Regions from separate parts of the Mus musculus genome. Here region 2 is linked to region 1. The links are chromatin contacts, called in public promoter capture Hi-C maps. All regions are on one chromosome and are shown on one strand. Each heading gives the region's core, a stretch centred on a gene start, on an enhancer-like site or on the middle of the called end of the contact. The rest is flanking DNA. Distances are from core to core; before and after follow the strand shown. Region 1 holds the start of Capn15 (calpain 15). Region 2 holds the start of Msrb1 (methionine sulfoxide reductase B1).

Region 1 (3,492 bases), core at 430-2,929:
TCAATGGATGACGGACAGCCTCAGTTTCCACATCTGTAAAATGGGCCTTACAAGTTTTGCCTTAAGGCCTGGACAATGTACAACAGGGGCCAGGAAAGCTTGGGAGTAGACAAAGCCTGGATCCAAGGATGGGCCACAATGGAACCCTTTACCCACAGAGGACTAACCTAGGCTTCTACATAGATATGGAGTTAGGGCCACTCTCAGACACTATGGCCAGCAGAGATTTTGATAACTCCATTGCAGTTAAGTTGTACAGTTTCTGAGCCTTGGATCCAGCAGGGTTCAAGTCTTCCTCCATGGAGGTCAATGACCTGTCTACCAGTCAGACAGCTCTAGACATTCTTAGATGTTAGAAAAGAAATGGGTGCATCTCTGTGGAGCAGAAGGACCTCAAAGGAAACAGAATCTACTACCCCATGGAGGCAAGCTACTGTTCAGCAAGACACAATTGCCCTAGACTGCAGAACTGTGGTCCTGAGCGCATCCCTGACAGCTAGACTCTGGAAGCAGGGAGAAACTCAAGAGGCAAGCTCCACATCTGTGACTTGCAGTTCTCCAGACTGGGAAAGGGGAAATTGCCACTGGAGGGGTAATCTCACAGTTTCTTACTGAGTAGCAGTTCTTCCTGATTTATTGCTGAACTGCAGGGTCAGCAGCAAACACTCAGGTAGGCTCTCAGGTTCTCCTGAAACTCAGGAGGTATCTATCCTGTTTTCGAGGCTAGGTGTTTCGCGGTCCTGTTTCAGTATCTGTACTCAGGGACCCTAAGAGCCAGCCTAGCAAGGACCATCTGGCCACACAACAGGGTTCCCAAATCAGACGTGGAAGGGCCCCTTTTTCAGAAAACAAAAAGAAAATCCCGCAGCTGTCAAGGGGCTGCTCTGTAACTTTCTCGGCCTGCTGACAGGCCCGCAAAAACAGAAGTGTGGGATGAGGGGGCACACAGGACGCTTTACTCTTGCTGCCGCCCCAGGCAGCTGCAGGTTTCTGCAGACAGTGCCCCCACGACCTATACCTTCGTACAGTGGGCCAACGCTTAGCCCCGGACAAGAGGGCACTCAAGGACAGGCAGGCACCGAGGGTCGCCTGCGTCTGAGGTTCCTAGGCTGGCCTCGAGTGACCCACACCTCCGGCGCGCTTCCCCCTCCCCTTCCCGCTCACCACAAGCCAGGCTACTGCTCCCAGGACAAACATGGAGCATCCCGGCTGATGCCCTGAGGCCGAGCTCTACGAGTCCTAGGCCGTCTGGCCGGCCGCCTACCGTGGAACTCACCTTAGCGAGCCGGCGGCGCCTCCTCAGCGCTCGCGATCGGTCTAGGCGGGCGCGGCCCTAGTGCCGGCCCTCAGTCGGTTGACCCACAACTTCGACCGGAGGGCACCAAGGGCCCCTTCGCGCCAGCCGCGATGCTCCGCCGGCTTAGCGCGTTTTGGCCGCGAAGATCCGTCTCGGCCCGGCAACCTTACAAACGCCTCCGTAGCTAGCGCCCGCCGTCCCGCCCGGCCTACCCGCTACGCCTTACGCTGCTTCCGTAGCGTGGCGCCCAGCCGGGGCCCGAGGCTACAGCGCGTCAGGGGCGCACGCGGCACTGGGAACCCGGAGCCGGGACTACGGCTCCCACAGGGCAGAGCGACGCGGCTCAAGGCACGCCGGGAATTGTAGTCCATGAATGGTCCTACCCTCTACTCTTTCCCTGAGATTTCGCCCTCCCAACGTGACCGGAGACGCTCAGTTCACGGATGCAGTTGGTACTCCCAAGCTAGTTTGATGTGGCGCGCTGGATCCGGGAAGAGAACGGACTACAGCTCCCAGGATCCCCTTAAGATGGGCTTTGGGCTCCGGTAGGCGTCCACGGGGTTCGAGTGTTACTGCGCCAGGGGAGATGTCGGGAGTCTGGGTCGTGATTTTGTACAAGGTCTGAACCGGTTGTCTGCTGCGTTGGGGCAGTAGGTGGTACAGTCCAACCTAGCTGCCTTGGCTGCTTTCTACCTCTTCCAGCGACTTCTGGTTTCTTTCCCAACGGTCTGAAGCAGCAACCGTGCTGGCACTGCTCCTTCCGAGGTTACTCCATCTGAGGTCTGTGTTTACTCGAGTGCTAGATAGGCACGTCACTTTTTCTAGAGAAACACTGGCATCTGAGGCAGTCCTTTGAGTTATGTTCACAAGAGCCCCCAAGCTATTTCCCATTAGAGCCCTTTGGCTCCCCCGAATTAACTTAATTCCAGCCACTTGTCCTCTGCAACTGAAAGCTAACTAAGAATCAGGCTGCTAGCCGGGCGTTGTGGCCCACGCCTTTAATCCCAGCACTCGGGAGGCAGAGGCAGGCAGATTTCTGAGTTCGAAGCCAGTCTGGTCTACAAAGTGAGTTCCAGGACAGCCAGGGCTATACAGAGAAACCCTGTCTCAAAAAACAAAACAAACCAAACCAAAAACCAACCAAAAACCAAAAACCAAAAACAAAAAACAAAAAAAAACATAGCACATAGCAAAAGGACACCCGGCACTCTGAATGTTGTGTGAGAGATTGGGTACTATTTGCCCCCGGACCCAGAAAACCTGAGTCTGGCTCAGTAGAGACTACAGATAATGTTTCTGGGAAATCATTCATGCTCCAGAAGCTAGAAAGCTAAAGACTGGCCATTGAATTCAGGATGCTGTGGGGACACCTATGCCTGAATGGGGAAGACACCAAATTTTGGCAAGAGGAGAGGAGCAGAGGCTGTCTTCCTGAGCCCCCTGACAGTGGTGAAGTCACTGCTCATTCATCAGTAGGTGATACCCATGATCAGGAGAATGGCCAAGCTGGATCCAGGACAGTATCTCTGGTCACTACGGGTCATCACTAGTGCAATGATGTATCACTGCACTAAGTAAGATGATCACACAGCAGGTAAAGCTGGATCATCCCAGGTTGGCTGAGCCCTGATCTATGCTAGTGTAGTATGGGCCAGAAGACAGACACCCTGTTGAGTGCACAGACCACAGGACACCCTGCAGAGGTCAAGAAGGGCAGAGAGAGCTTTGCAGGGACAGAAGCCATAGATCAACCACCCTGACTCTTGAGCAGATGGGACCCAACACTATTCCTCATAGTTTTGGGGCCACAGCTACAAAGGTATAGTTGCTTAGGTATAGTTGCATAGTTGCTAAGGAGACTGAGGCAGGAGGGTCATGAGTTCAAAGTTGACCTGGGCTAGAAAGTTCAAGGTTTTGTCTCAAAAAGTAGAGGGGTGGGTCAAGATGGTGCACTCCTTTAATCACAGCTCTTGCACTTGGGAGGCAGAGGCAGGCAGATCTCTCCAAGTTTTGAGGCCGAATCACATAAGACCCTGTCTCAATAAACAAAACACAAAGGTACACTTATAAAGGTGCATACTGCAGCCACAGTGCAGCTAGTGCTTGCCTAGCACGCGTGAAAACCTAGGTTTAGTAAGACTCAGAAGCTATTACAGAGTCAAGGTCCCCATTGGGTGAACACCCAGAAAGCTTTA
Region 2 (3,492 bases), core at 520-3,019, 1.2 Mb before region 1:
TCTCCTTTTTCTACCATCTGAGTGCTGAGAGCTTATGCCACGATACCCTGTTTTGTTGTTTTTATGTATAGCACTGGCTATCCTGGAACTTGCTTTGTAAACCAGGGTGGCCTTGAACTCAAACAATCCTCCATCTTCTGCCTCCCAAGTGCTGAGATTAAAGGTGTGTCAGTACCACTCGGCTAAAGCCGTTTATTAAGGTAGTGCTCAGGATGGAACACAGGGTCTCATGCTAGTCTAGAATGTTTCAAACTGAGCTCTCTAGTGAGGCTCTCTCTGGTACCCAAGCTGGCCTTCAACTCAAAGTGATCTCATATCCCCCTCTCAAGTGCTGGATTTACGAGTGTATACCACCGTGCTCAGCAAACCCAAACTTCTGAGCATCAGTGTGCCCACAAAAAGGCATATTGTTAAATGAGATGACACAGGAAAGATACTTAGTATTCAGTTGAGATGTTACTGCCCCCTGAGGAGTGACCCAGTGGGAAGGTATTGTCCCTGCACCCTGGGGTCTGCGCATAGGGCTCCCTCCCACTACAGCCTCCTAACTTGGCTGCCCTGTTCCTGGCTTGGTGTGGTCTGTCTCCCTGTAGGGTGGCTTCCCCCACTATGGGGAAGTGAACAATGACTTCATCATGTTAAAGGGCTGCATTGCAGGTACCAAGAAGCGAGTGATCACTCTGAGAAAGGTCAGTGCTGCTTGGCAAGCTGGGGAGTGGACTCCAGTGGCCTGTTCTGTCCTTTAGCGTGCTCTGTGGTGGGTTGTGTGGTGGGAGAGTAAAGGAAGGGGGTCTGGCAAGAGCGAGGGATTGACTGAGTCCTCCTTGGTGTGAACTGGAGGTCACAGGAGGAGTCGGGGCCCTCTGTCCTTGACATCTCTTCTCTCTTGGATACCCAGTCCCTTCTGGTGCACCACAGCCGCAGGGCCCTGGAGAATATTGAGCTCAAGTTCATTGACACCACTTCTAAGTTTGGCCACGGATGTTTTCAGACAGCGCAGGAGAAGAGGGCCTTCATGGTGAGCTAGTCCCACTTGTTCCAGAGAGGAACTAGAAGAAGGGGCCTTTTTAGCAAACCAGTAGAGCAGGCCCTAGGTGGCCCTGGCACTGGCCGTAGGTAGTATTTCTTGACTGACTCTCCTGACTAACTCTCATCTTGTCTCCTCACCTTAACCAGGGTCCCCAAAAGAAACATCTGGAGAAAGAGAAGCCGGAGACCTTGGGAAACATGTAAGATGTCTGGAATGGAGCACACCTGGGATGTAGCACTCTTGCTATCTGTCCGGTCCTTTTTGTTCAATAAAGTCCTGAGGCAACTCTCTCTGTCTGTCTCTGTGTGTCTGTCTCTCTTCCACATTCCCTGGGAGGCTTGATGTAGATCTTAAGCCTGGGTCGGAGGTTGGGTGATCCCAGACGCGGGCGCAAGGTTTAGCGCCAGATAAGAGGGCTATAGATACAGCTGGGTAGATGCGCCTCCACGCCAGTTGCACAATGGTATTAGTAGTAGCTACCATTGGCTAGTACCAATGTTTATAGCCTAGCCGCTGTACTGGAGCTTAGCATAGGTTTGGCCTTCATCTTAACAGCTAAGCTTCCTGGGAGCGGCTCCCTGGGCGGGGCCTTCTAGAGGCGGAAGTAAGGACGTGATCTCTGGGTAAACTTGGCTGGATGGGTGGGGTTTAGGGCCTATGGGAGGAGAGACTCCTTGAGGGCGGGGCTGCTAGGAGGCGGCCGTGGGGAATCCAAGAGTGACTGGTCCCCTCTAGGGGCGGGGCTTATGGCGAATCGGAAAGTGATTGGTTATTGGGACTGGGTCGGGTTTGAGTCCAGATCTTAGGGTTTTACCCGGACCTGGCTGGGAGCTTTTGCCTGTCCCGTCGCGACCATGTCGTTCTGCAGCTTCTTCGGAGGCGAGGTTTTCCAGAATCACTTCGAGCCAGGTACACCCCGTGGCATTAAAGCATACATTGCCTCCTGGGGAGCTGTGGAGTTCCCGAACCGGGACTGGGCTAGTGTGGTTGCCGAGGAGAAGCGAGCCTGGGAAAAAAGAACTTGGAGGAGGGGAGCTGGGTGGCCAGGGCATTCTGGAGCAGGAGGACTTGAGAGGAGAAGGGACATTCCGGTAGACTCTGTTCTCGAGGGGGACAGGCCTTGAACTTCAAATGTAGATCTCTCTGGGGGATTCTCTGGGCCAGATGCGTAAGGGTGATGCCACCGGATGGTGTCAGAGTGGTCTGAACTTTAGAGCGGAATGATGGTGGTATGTGGTCCAAGGTCAGTGTTGGAATTTGCCCTGACAATGTACCCCCTCGCCCACCCCACCCCCCCGCCTGCAACCCCTGATTTGCTTGGATGAGCGGACAAGCTCTGCACTTGCTGTTCAATCCGGAATGTGCTGTCCCAGATGTCTCTCCGTCCTCTGCGTTGGTTGTCAATGGGTTCTTGCCAGCATAAATGAAGTTTGACCAGTACTGTGAGAGACGTTGCTTGGCTCCCTTCTTGCTGGGTTCTGCTGATCTGGACTAATTTGGTAAAAACTATGGCACTGGCGTTCCAGGGGCAGGATCTGTTTGTTAGATGTCAGTCCTCTAGAGGGCAGGGCTGTGACAATGGGCACCTCTATAAGCCAGTTGTTGTAATACAGGGTTGCTGGGAAGAGACCTCCCTTGAATTCTTTTTGGCTACAACACTCCAGTTGCCCTCAGGCTACCCTGGCAAGCTAGACACTCACTCAGTTTTGCTTCCTCTCCAGTTCCTGATACAGGTTGAAAGAACAGTTCAGACTCCAGGGTGTCTGTCCTCAAGTGGTGGGTGACCGATGATTCAGTACCCTGCAGGTTCCCATTTTTAAGTCTTTCAAACAGTTATGTAATTCAGTTTTGCAACCATCCTTACCCCTTCCACTCATGTGATCTTTTGGGGACAGGTTGAAACCTTTCTTCCCAGCTGCTGTTTTCTGGGGTTCCCTATTTGGCTTGGAAGACTGTCCTCTAGGGCCAGTCTGTTCCTAAGACCGGAGCTGATATCCATGGTATCCAAGACTGTTGACTAGCAGAGATGCCCACTTGAGAAAGAGGACCAAGTGGTTACACTGGCAGTTAGGAGCCCTACTGTGTGGAGCTTGTCTAAGGGTAAAGGGAGGCCACTATCCGACTTCTGGGAGTTTTCTCTTGGCCACGTACTGTATTGTGTGTCTGCAGCACTGGCTTCCATTGTCTTGTCTGTAAGTGAAAATGTTATCTAGGTGTGGTGGTTCATTTGTAATGCCAGGGGATAGGAGGCTCAGGCAGAAGGATTGCCTGAAATTTGAGGTCAGCCTGGATTACATAGTTTCAGGCTAGCCTGAACTACAGTGTAAAACTTGGCCTAGTTTACTTCTCTGTTGTGATAAAAACACTGATCAAAACCCATCTGGGGAGGAAGGAGTTCATTTCAGTTGACAAGTTACTGTCCACCATTGAGGGAAACCAAGGTAAGAACCTGGAGGCAGGAA

What was found. Promoter capture Hi-C pulls out the DNA fragments that hold promoters and counts their contacts.
Region 2: a promoter capture Hi-C map of pre-B cells shows a contact between it and region 1, with 2.1 times the contacts expected there. The contact joins the promoter of Msrb1 here to the promoter of Capn15 in region 1. A contact is called at or near these places in 1 of 39 promoter capture datasets (pre-B cells) and 1 of 115 datasets of contacts at active chromatin or transcription factors (embryonic stem cells).

Annotation. Positions count from the first base shown.
Region 1 is chr17:25,984,195-25,987,686 of GRCm38.p6, forward strand. It overlaps Capn15 (calpain 15), which reads right to left and starts at 1,680. Exons shown (of 12, transcript NM_001347334.1): 1 at 1,277-1,680. It overlaps 1700022N22Rik (RIKEN cDNA 1700022N22 gene), which reads left to right and starts at 1,636. Exons shown (of 2, transcript NR_166913.2): 1 at 1,636-1,842.
Region 2 is chr17:24,734,824-24,738,315 of GRCm38.p6, forward strand. Msrb1 (methionine sulfoxide reductase B1) reads left to right here and starts at 1,770. Exons shown (of 5, transcript NM_013759.3): 1 at 1,770-1,939. The coding sequence starts at 1,885. Rpl3l (ribosomal protein L3-like) reads left to right here. Exons shown (of 10, transcript NM_001163945.2): 8 at 594-689; 9 at 899-1,018; 10 at 1,177-1,320. The coding sequence ends at 1,233.